Linked DNA regions of Mustela erminea: region 1 is linked to region 2. The links are chromatin contacts, called in public Hi-C maps. All regions are on one chromosome and are shown on one strand. The core of a region is the stretch at or near the end of the contact, and the rest is flanking DNA. Distances in the headings are between cores, read along the strand shown.

The links. Hi-C and Micro-C count contacts between places; a contact is called where the count stands out from the background.
Region 1: a contact with region 2 is called in a Hi-C map of skeletal muscle, with 13 times the contacts expected there. The contact joins the promoter of ENSA here to the promoter of TARS2 in region 2. A contact is called at or near these places in 3 of 3 Hi-C or Micro-C datasets (fibroblasts, skeletal muscle and spleen).

What each region holds. Positions count from the first base shown.
Region 1 is chr10:1,316,725-1,321,986 of mMusErm1.Pri, forward strand. ENSA (alpha-endosulfine) reads right to left here and starts at 3,818. Exons shown (of 4, transcript XM_032302196.1): 1 at 3,608-3,818; 2 at 1,923-2,048; 3 at 496-662. The coding sequence starts at 3,664.
Region 2 is chr10:1,185,779-1,191,070 of mMusErm1.Pri, forward strand. TARS2 (threonine--tRNA ligase, mitochondrial) reads left to right here and starts at 1,945. Exons shown (of 18, transcript XM_032360829.1): 1 at 1,945-2,079; 2 at 2,394-2,590; 3 at 2,914-3,037; 4 at 4,590-4,714. The coding sequence starts at 2,014.

The sequences.
Region 1 (5,262 bases), core at 2,568-5,067, 130 kb after region 2:
TAAACCTGCCATAATGGAAACACGAAGCAATAGCAGCCTAAGGGAAAAAAACACTTAGAAGCACAGAAAACAGATCTCATTCACTCTACCTTTCCCAGCTATGTCAAGTTAGCCTCTGGATGTAAACCTACCAAATTATTCCCAAGACTTAGCCCAGCCAGTTTTGGGAGAGTCTCTTCCAAAAGGAAAAATCGCATCTCCACAGTTTCTCATACAAAAGAAAAAAAGAGCATTTGCAGCAAGATCTAATCCTAGTCTCTCACTCTTGGGACCCTACCTGGGCTACAATGAGGGTGTGGAAATCTCAATTTAATCAAAGAAATGAACTCAGAACCCCTTTCCAACCCACATCACCTTCTTAGCAGCCCCCAGCAGAATCACAGTCATTTCTGGCTAGCAAGCTGAGAAGAGCTAACTAGTGCTCATTCCATCCCTGCTTATTATATACAAAAGTCCAGTGGGTGAGGAAGGGGACAAAGGGGGGGCCCAGGTTACCCCGCAAGCTTGCTGGTGACGAGTGAGGACTTTCTCTGGGGAAGATCCTGTGGGGTGGGGATGTGGTCACCAGTCACGAGGTTCTTGTCTGGTCCTGCACTTGGCAGCTGCTTATTCTTCATCTTGGCTTTGGCCATGTTGTAGTCTCCTGAGTCAAAGTACTTTTGCTAAGAGACAAGAGGGATATTTTAACTGAGTGAGGAACTCTGGCCTACCTCAAAAGCAAGGAGACTCACATCCATTATAAACCCTCATCATCTTAGATCTTTCCAGTCTTCCTTGATTAACCTCATGCACACAGAGTTTAGCATTAAGTACCTGTACTATGTCTTCTCCCCTTTGTGTTCTGACCTTTTCAGGTATGTAAGTAGTTTCCTTGCTACAATATAGATTTTAGGAGTTAAGGGATAGCCCCCACATCCTTTATACACCCATCTGTACTGTATGGTTCAACCAAATTACTGACTATTCATAAAGGCTTACTGAGGACCGGTCAGTGTCCCAGTGATCTGGTGCCAAGGAAATAAATAATAAGATATAAAGAAGCATCAATCTGGCAACCTCAAGTCAACAATCTCAAAATTAGAAATGATTCCCTCAGACCATGAATAGAAACTGGGTTTGTTCATGAGGATTATGTACTTTTCCTCTGACTCCCACTGCTCCCACACATGTTCCATGGCTGTGACAGCCTGCCCACGCCTGCCTTGCCTACGGCAAGGTAAACTGCAAATCAGCATCACATCATCATCTGTGACTAAGACTCAGTAACTAGGGTTCTCCACAGGGAATCTGTTTTACTGTCCATTTCATCCATACCTAGGAACACACTCCAGTCTAATGACTTATAATCCCTCAGTTAGTTTTAGGTACTTCTGGGGACAGAGAAACCTGATCAGGAGCTACACGGCTATGAAGGCGCACCCTCCCTTGGTGAGGAGGGCTACCCTGGATGAAAAAATATCTCTTGAGGGAGTACAGTTACTGACTGGTACTAATTTCAAGGGTCTGAAGAAATCTATTCATTTCAAGTTGAAGAAGTCTAGAGGACAGATGGTTTGATCTTTTTTTGAAATCATGCACCCCAAAATGTAGCTCTCACCTTAAAAAGTATAGTCCTAAAACTCCCATCATCTAAACACACATATGCCTGGGGAAGTCAGCATTTCAGTTTCTAATGTCCTTCTTTCCCTCAATCCCCTAATGCCCCATACCCAAATGTTTCAACATTAAGCCTTAATATCCTGTATGGTACCATTATCAGGGACTTATAATCATTTGCCTTGCTCTTTACAAGTTTCTAATTGCTCTCTACTACTGCCCAACAACAAAACCTCCAGATAAGCATTTAAGAGAAGCTCTACAGTTCTCATCCCAAAAGCCCCCTTTGGCTCCAAAGTAAGAGAATAAGATATTGTGTCCCATACCCCTTTCTGGAGTCTCTTCATGAGGAAGTCTGAGCCTCCAGGCTTTTGTCCTAGGCTTGGATATTTGGCCTTTAGCTTTGCCTCCTCGGCTCTCTCAGGGAGAATACCTTCTTTCTCCTGTGTGTCCTGGAGGAAACAAATGGGCCAATTATACCGAGAAGCAACTGCTTCTATTATCTAATAACTTTTATACTATTAATTTTTCCTAGTGATCTACCTCTTGTAAACATTGTTTCTATTCTGCTCCCAAATAAAGCTAGAACTTTGTTCAATCGATGAAGTTCAAGATGACTGTATTGTGAAGAAACCCAGACAAAGAGAGAAAAAAGCTAACCAGGGCTTCTGGTAACCCAAGATGAATAGGAAAGTTCCCTGGCTGTCCCTAACATGCAGTACAGGTCAAACATAAAATTAAATGGGATAATTCTACTGAGATGTTCTCTTTTCCAGAGTCTAAGGTAATCATCTGATGAGTCTCTCTATGGAGGAGACTAGCGCTATGTGGCCTCCAAAAATCTCCATCTTAGTAATGGAACAACATTGCTTCAGCATTTCCATAAACATTAGGTAGGAAGGTGACAGGTATACAGAGATGAAAATGACACTATTTTTAAGCTCAGGAAAATTAAGATATAGGAGGTTCACTAGTATTTACTCACAGTTGTTGCCAAAAAGTCAACACCTTCCCAAGTGGGCCAAGTGATGGAAGTTTGAGGAACATGTCAAGAGCATTCAATTGGTTTGCAGGAGGGTCACACTGTTGTTATTACTCTTTTGCTTTTTGTGAGCCCCGATGCTCTTTTCTTTCGTGGCTTTTTTTAAAAAAGGACCTAAAGCCAAATTTGTGGCTCTTTTAATGCAATTACATTCCCTTCCCTTGACAATCCGGCAGTTATAACCAGCTGCCTTTCACGAACCTCTGAGCCCCGTACTAAATGTTGTAAGTCAGATACAAGCCCCAATAAGAGATTTACGTGGGGTATTTTCACCAGAGAACTGTGGGTGAACTAAGTTCCACCACCCTGGAAGTCGGGGTGGTGGTGGAAAGAGGGTGGCGTCTTTCTTGTCACGACTCTTTTGCTGTCTTTTCTAGGTTTAACCTCCATTATTCTTTATGGAACTCTAGTCCTCTTCAAGCCTATTCGTTCCTGACTTGAGGGTGGGGAACCGACCATCCCTAACCGTCAAAATAGGTGTCTCGAGAAAGTTGCCGCCTTAAACTAGCCATAGTAATTACTACTTCTCTCTTTTCGGTGCCGATCTTTTAAACGTCTTTACCTCCACCTCTAGCTTTCTGAAGCGAGGCCCTGGCCTGGGTTGTTGGGTCATTTACCCCCATAGACCAATAACACACATCGCTTCCCAGTACCACCGGCCCCCTTTCATTCACCCAGTGTTTCCAAACACCCGCCCCGTGCCCAAGCTTGGCCAATGACAGCACAGCTTCAATAAGTAGAGCGGTAGGCCTATTGGCTAATCAGGAAGAGCAAGGCACTGACTGATAATGGGCCCAACCAATCAGCGCCAGAGCTGCAAGCTGTGTTGAAGCTCACCCGGCGTGATGCAAGTAGTGGCCAACCCCTGTAGAGCTTGAGACCATGGCGACCAATCCGCACTGGTGGGAGACCGTCTCCCGCCCCTCACAGTCGCCCCCGACTCGCCCGCCCGCACCCCCTCCATTTCACCTGCTTCTCCTCGCCGGTCTCCTCCGCAGGGTTCTCCTCTTCTTGTTTCTGGGACATGGCGGGACCAGGACTGTGGAGTGTAGGGGGCCCGGGAAGTCAACCGGAGAAGGGAAGGGGGAGGGGAAACGGGGACAACCTGCGCTGCTGCTTCAGCTCCTGTCACTAGGGTTGCTCAGTCAAAATGGCGGCCCCTGCCTGTGACGTTGTGTCCGCCCCTTCCAATGGGAGCCAATGAGAGTGGGGTAGCTGGGACAATGACGTAACGATCTACCAATAGTTACTGGCTAAAGGTGGATTCTTTGGAGGCGACAGGCAAGCTGGAACACCAATCTGGAATGAGAGTGAGCCCCAAGGACCAATTGGAAGCCCGTGGGGGATCCTAGGGGCGGTGCTGCTAGCCTTGGCATTTTTGCTCCTTTGGTGGGACCAGATTTCCATCCGCTCTAGCACTCGGTTTCCGGAAGGCTTTGCTGGGCTTCGAACTGGAGAGCGGAAAGGATGGCGACCTTTTACTTTCAGATGGAGAGGATTAAGCTTTGCGCAGTGTTAGCAGAAAACTATCAATCTCCAGAAAATAATTTGGAGGTCAGGGTGCACCTTAAGTTGGTACTGATCACTATTGCAGATGTACTTGGCGTGTGGAACGGAGAGACTGGGACCCCCAAACCAAGTTGTCTTGCACAGATGACTTTATGTTCCATGATTTAACTCATCTGTACAGTTTTATACTTGTTCAAGGTCAGCCCATGGAGAATAAGTTCTTGAAACGGAAAGCACAGTTCTAGGTACATGGTAAACATTTAGTAAATACAGTTAACATTAGTTAACGTATCCTGAGTCACAGTTCAACAGTATTTGAGTGTTTGTGTGTAGATGGTAATGTATTAGTTTTACAGCGGTACATACAGAGTAAGACAGTCTCTGCCCTTAGAAAGCTTAGTTTAGTGGGCATGAGGGGAGGGTTTTCACAGTGTGCCAGGTGTAGTCTAAATCCCTAAGACGAGATTTTAGACATATCTTACTGGAGCCTTAGTCCACAGTTTTATATTAAAAACAAACATTAGTTTAAGACTGATAACACTGCAAAAATTCATACTAAAATTTAATTTTCCAGGCAGCTTCTTGTGACAGTCTTGGGGCTATCTCCTCAATTTTCTGTATAATTAGGTGTACTTCTGGAAAAGTCTGGAAGCACTGTAAATCACAGATTATTATAGAAGGCAAAATCTGGTAAGCATTGAAATAAAAGTGTTAAAGTGCTTATAGGGGTTCAAAGGAAGACTAATTCAGTTTAGATTCCACACCCCCAGCCCCCAAAAAGACTTCATGAAGGAGGTGGTATTTGAAATAAGTTTTTTTTTGTTTTGTTTTGTATTCAAAGAAAGAATGTACTGCGTGGGGGAAGAGGCAGAGATAGAATCTTAAGCCGGCTCCATATCAGTGCAGAGCCTGAAGTGTGTTGGGTGGGGAGGCTCCATCCCATTACTCCAAGATCATGATTGGAGCCAAAATCAAAAGCTGGACCCTTAGCCAACTGAGCCACCCATGCACCCCAGAAATAAGTTTTGAAGAACTTAGCAGTTTGCTGGGTAAAGATGAAGGCAAGAAGGGTATTCTAGGTACAGGGCTCAAAATGAAGGCCAGAAAAACAGAAT
Region 2 (5,292 bases), core at 695-3,194:
ACAAGAAGAATGCAGTAACTCCTGACATTCCTTCCTTCCTCCACTGCAACACAAGTTACACAGGTGATGATGAAGTTGTTGATTGATGGGCATCCCATGAGCCCTCAGTTCAGTGCATTGCACACAGTAAATCAGTACATGTTTGAAGGATGAGAGCAGGGAGCTGCCATAACAGTGTAGCCTGTTTATTCTACCATCCCTCTAGTATTCCAAAGGAGGACGAGGTGGAATGATTAAAGAATGTATGTGTCAATAAATGTATCCTTTGGAGTTTGAAGTCAATACAGTGATTGATACATTCTTAATGCAATGATTATTGAGAACCTATCATTTTGTCACCTGCAATATAATATTCCCATCCCTTTTGGGGCAAAGCCATGGGAAAAGTTCTGCCTGTTGTCCCACTTTCTGATGTCATTTTAAAATCCTGTCTACCTTTTTCCAACCCTCCAGACCGCCCCTCCCACACACAAGTGATTTTCCTCTTCCACAGTTTTGTCTATATCTTTTTGTCTTTCAGGATGTCAGGAGATGGAACCAAGATGCCAAGTGGTGCCTGTGACTCAAGTCAACTACCGTCTACCCCAGAAAGAACTTCTGACCTCTGGAAGCCTAGATTAAACAGCTTTCTCTGACAGCTCTTTCTCCACAATCCTTGATTCCACTACCATTGGAAACTTGAGAACCATCTCCAACCATCCCCACCCCCAGGTGAGGGGACAAAGGAGAGTTATTGAGAACCTTACAGCTGCCCCCAAGTCCATTTCACCTCATACTTGACTACAAATGTGATCGTGTTTCAATTTTTACTGTGCAAAATAAATCAGGTATACCTGGTCCTCTGTCCAAGGTCTTGTGTAGGAAGCAGCTAAGATTCTAGAGTCAGGCACCTCTTTCTGAAGTGATGCGTAGGTATATTTGAGGTAAACTCTATAGAAAGCATAATGTGATAGGAGAGTGTAAGACATGGTTTCAAAATCTAGCATCAGCACTTACTGTTTGACCTTAAGTCACTTAACTTCTCTGACCTTAAATTCTTCCACGTGTAAGATTAAGAGATCTCTAAGGTCCCTCATATGCACTATGACTATGAGGTGATTTAGTTTTTTTTTTTTTTTTAAAGATTTTATTTTATTTATTTGACAGAGAGAGATCACAGTAGGAGAGAGGAAGGGAAGAGATCACAGAGAGAGGAAGGGAAGCAGGCCCCCTGCTGAGCAGAGAGCCCGATGTGGGACTCGATCCCAGGACCCTGAGATCATGACCTGAGCCGAAGGCAGCGGCTTAACCCACTGAGCCACCCAGGCGCCCCTGAGGTGATTTAGTTTAAGTGCCCTCTGCAGATTCGTTGCTCCAGCCCCAACGCTGTTAAATTCATTTATTCTAACAGCTTGTCGCTATTGTAGCCATTACCGTGTACCATGCACGATTTACATGAACTTAACTTCAACAGTTGGAAGTGTTACTAGTATTATTCCCATTTTATAGCTGAGGAAATTGATGCTTAGAAGAAATTAAATAATCTACCTAAAATTACACAGTGAATGGGAGATAGATCCAGGATTGATACTGTCTGGTTCCAAAGACTGCCCTATCTGTGTTCTTACCTGCCAGTAAAGACTACGTAAAAGAAAACCTGTGGTTCAAAGGAAATGACTAGCTAGTCTTTCCCATCTGTTTTTCTCCTACTCTCATTTCTCAAGAGTTTTCCTGCCGCAGTTCTCAAAGCTGCAGGATAGGTAACTGCTACTTTGGGCTAAAACTTCAGGTTTCGGCATTGCTGGTGTGTGTAACAGTTTAGGTCTTCCGCTCGCCCGGAACCACCCACACAGCTGTTTGTGCTGTGTGGGGCATACCTCTTCGGAGATCCTGGAGGTGGTCCCAGACTAGAGTGGCAGCTATAGGAACCAATGGGCCATGGGTATTGTCGGGCCGGAAGCCAATGAGGAGGAATCCGGTGACGGAGAAACGACTGCAATTTGTTTAAGCATGTAGGCACCGGTCTGAAGGAACATGGGGTTTTATCAGAGGTGGCGGCGGCTCCGGCTCCCAGGCTTGCAAACTTGCGTGCTGCACACGGTGCGTGAGGTACCTAAAAGTTATGAGCCGCGTCGCACCCAGCCCTGCTGTGGGTGTAGACTCTAAACCCAGCCTGACATCCCTTACCTCTGCCTTGAGTCGCTGGACCCGGCTACCCTAAGCTCTTAGTTGCAGCCATTTCTCCTAGGGTCGACAGACTGGCGAGCATAGGACTCCCACCCCTGTATGTCGTAGTCCTCTTACAGACTAGGGATTAGGAACCAAGATCACTTCAATATTCTCATCTCCCAGCAGCCCCAGTCCCAGAAAGGAATGATGGGACCCATGTTACCTCCTAACCTCTTTCCTTCCAGGCAGCTGTGCCGACCCCTCCACACTGGTTGACAGAGCGGCTTGGCCTTTTTGAGGAGCTATGGACTGCTCAGGTAAAGAGGTTAGCAAGCATGGCACAGAAGGAGCAGCGGACTATTAAGATATCACTCCCTGGAGGCCAAAAAGTGGATGCTGTGGCATGGAACACAACGCCTTACCAACTAGCCCAGCAGATCAGGTACCAGGCTCATTTTATACCTGCCAGGGTTATCCTTCTTCCTCTGTACTTCGAAGGACTTGAGCAGGAAATGAAAATTCTGCTTGCTTCTATTCCGTCCCTATCAAGATTGCCTTTTCCTGAGGATTCCTTTTTATTTGCATTAGTTTCATAGTGTCTACCCTCCGTTTATTATCCATCGGGAAAAGAAATGATAGGTTTTATTGCTCTGGTGACACCTTTCCCCATTTTCATGTTTGGAGTTGTTGAGAGATAAGTCCCTCTCTTCCCCTGTGGATTGTAACCATGTCTTTTTCTTTATCATCACCCCTCCTTTGGCCAAGTTCAACACTGGCAGATACTGCAGTGGCTGCTCAAGTGAATGGAGAACTTTATGATCTGGAGCGGCCCTTGGAGACAGATTCTGACCTCAGGTTTCTAACATTCAGTTCTGCAGAGGGCAAAGCAGTAAGTCTCTTCCTTTTTGGGAACACCGTGGCAATTCAGCTAAGGGATATACATATATGTAGAGAGAGCTCTAGCTATCTATATATATCTTTATATACTTTTTTCCCTTAATTTAAAATTTTTGTTTATTTGAGGGACAGAATGAATGAAAGATAGAGAAGGAGCAAGGGGAGGGGCAGAGGGAGAAGCAGACTCCCTGCTGAGCTCCCAGAGAGCTAGACGTGGGGCTCGATCCCAGGGCCCCAGGATCATGACCTGAGCTGAAGGTCAACCAACTGAGGCACCCAGGCACCACTCTATGTGTGTGTGTATTTTTTTTTTAAAGATTTATTTATTTTAGAGGGGGAAGGGGGGTGGGGAGAGATGGGAAAAGAGAGAGAAACCCAGCAGTCTCCGTGCAGAGCACAGAACCCAACACAGGGCTCCATCTCAGGACCCTGAGATTACAACCTGAACCAAGAATCAGATGCTTAACCAACTGTAACACCCAGGTGTCCCTAAACTAAGGGATATTTAAGTGGGCATATTTCTAGTATTTTGCCTCAGTTTCTCCATTTGCAGCTGGGACAGAGACATAACACACTCTGCTTGTCTTAACTGGACCTGGCTAAGCCAGAAACTTAGGAAACCAAGTCTATTAAGTAGACATCATTTGTACTAGTAAAAAGGAGAGATCATAAGCTGAAAATAGAAAGGTAATGCTGAAAATAGAAAATAGAAAGTTTAGTCCTTGCAACTCTACAGACATACGTTACAAGTTATCTGTAGCATGTATTTTTTAATTCTTTTTTTTGAAGATGATTTATTTATTTACTTATTTGAGAGAGAGAGAGAGATTGAGAGAGAGCATGAGCAGGGGAGAGAGGGAGAAGCACGTTCCCCACCAAGCCAGGAACCGGAGCTGGGGCTCAGTCCCAAGACCCCGGGATTATGACCTGAGCTGAAAGCAGATGCTTAACTGGCTAAGCCACCCAGGTGCCCCTACATTTTTTAATTCTAACTTGACTTGCACAACTGAGCACACAACTGGCCTCCTTCCCACTTTGTCGTCTTCATGTCAGCTTAGGTAAAATAGAGCTCATCTGTTAGGATCCAGAAAAATGGAATTTTGTCACCTATGTATAAAAGGTGATCAAATCCTGGAGGAGGGGTTGCATCACATTAGATTTCTGGAATGGTAAAAAATAGAACTAAAAGACCAAACAGAGCCCTTAGGAACTACCATCTTAATCTGAAGCCCTAAAAGGGGATGTTGTAAGAGCAACAAAAGAAGCCTGGGCTCCTGCTTCTATGCTCTAGGACTGGGAAGCACTGAGGAGTGGGGCAGGGGGCTACTGTCATCCGTGCATTGCTTATACTAGCCTTTTGTTTTCTATTCAGTTTTTTTTTTTTTCTTTTACTATTTAGTGTTCACCTCCAAGGTCAGGTTCCCCATTTTGTGGTAGTTTTTTCTGGAAGAGCCTTACTGGTTTCACACCAGCTTCTCTGAGGAGAGGATCAGAGAGTGAGGGGTTAAAGGAGATGATTATGAACTCCTTTCTTGTGAACCCAGGTGTTCTGGCACTCCAGCACCCATGTCCTGGGGGCAGCAGCTGAACAACTCCTTGGTGCTGTCCTCTGCCGAGGTCCAAGTACAGAATATGGCTTCTACCATGATTTCTTCCTGGGAAAGGAGCGGTAAGTAGTGCAAAGAAAGAGAACGATTCTGGGGTGCTTTCTTTTTTAGATATTTTACCGTATTTTATTTCATTTTTTGACTTTTTGGAGTGTAATTGACAAAGTAATGTATTTTTTTTTAAAGATTTTTAAATTTATTTGACAGACAGATCACAAGTAGTCAGAGAGGCAGGAAGAGAGAGAGAGAGGAGGAAGCAGGCTCCCTGCCAAGCAGAGATCCTGACATGGGGCTCAGTACCAGGACCCTGGGATCATGACCTGAGCTGAAGGCAGAGGCTTTAACCCACTGAGCTACCCAGGCGCCCCCAAAGTAACGTATTTAAAGTGTATAGTGCTTGCTTCGGCAGCAAACACACTAAATTGTACAGTGTAAGAGGTACTGGCTGGCTCAGTCAGAAGAGTATGCTACTCTTCATCTCAGGGTTGTGAGTTCAAGCCCCATGTTGGGTGTAGAAATGACATAATAAATAAACTTTTAAAACTAAAAAAGTGGGGGTGCCTGGGTGGCTCAGTGGGTTAAGCCGCTGCCTTCGGCTCAGGTCATGATCTCGGGGTCCTGGGATCGAGTCCTGCATCGG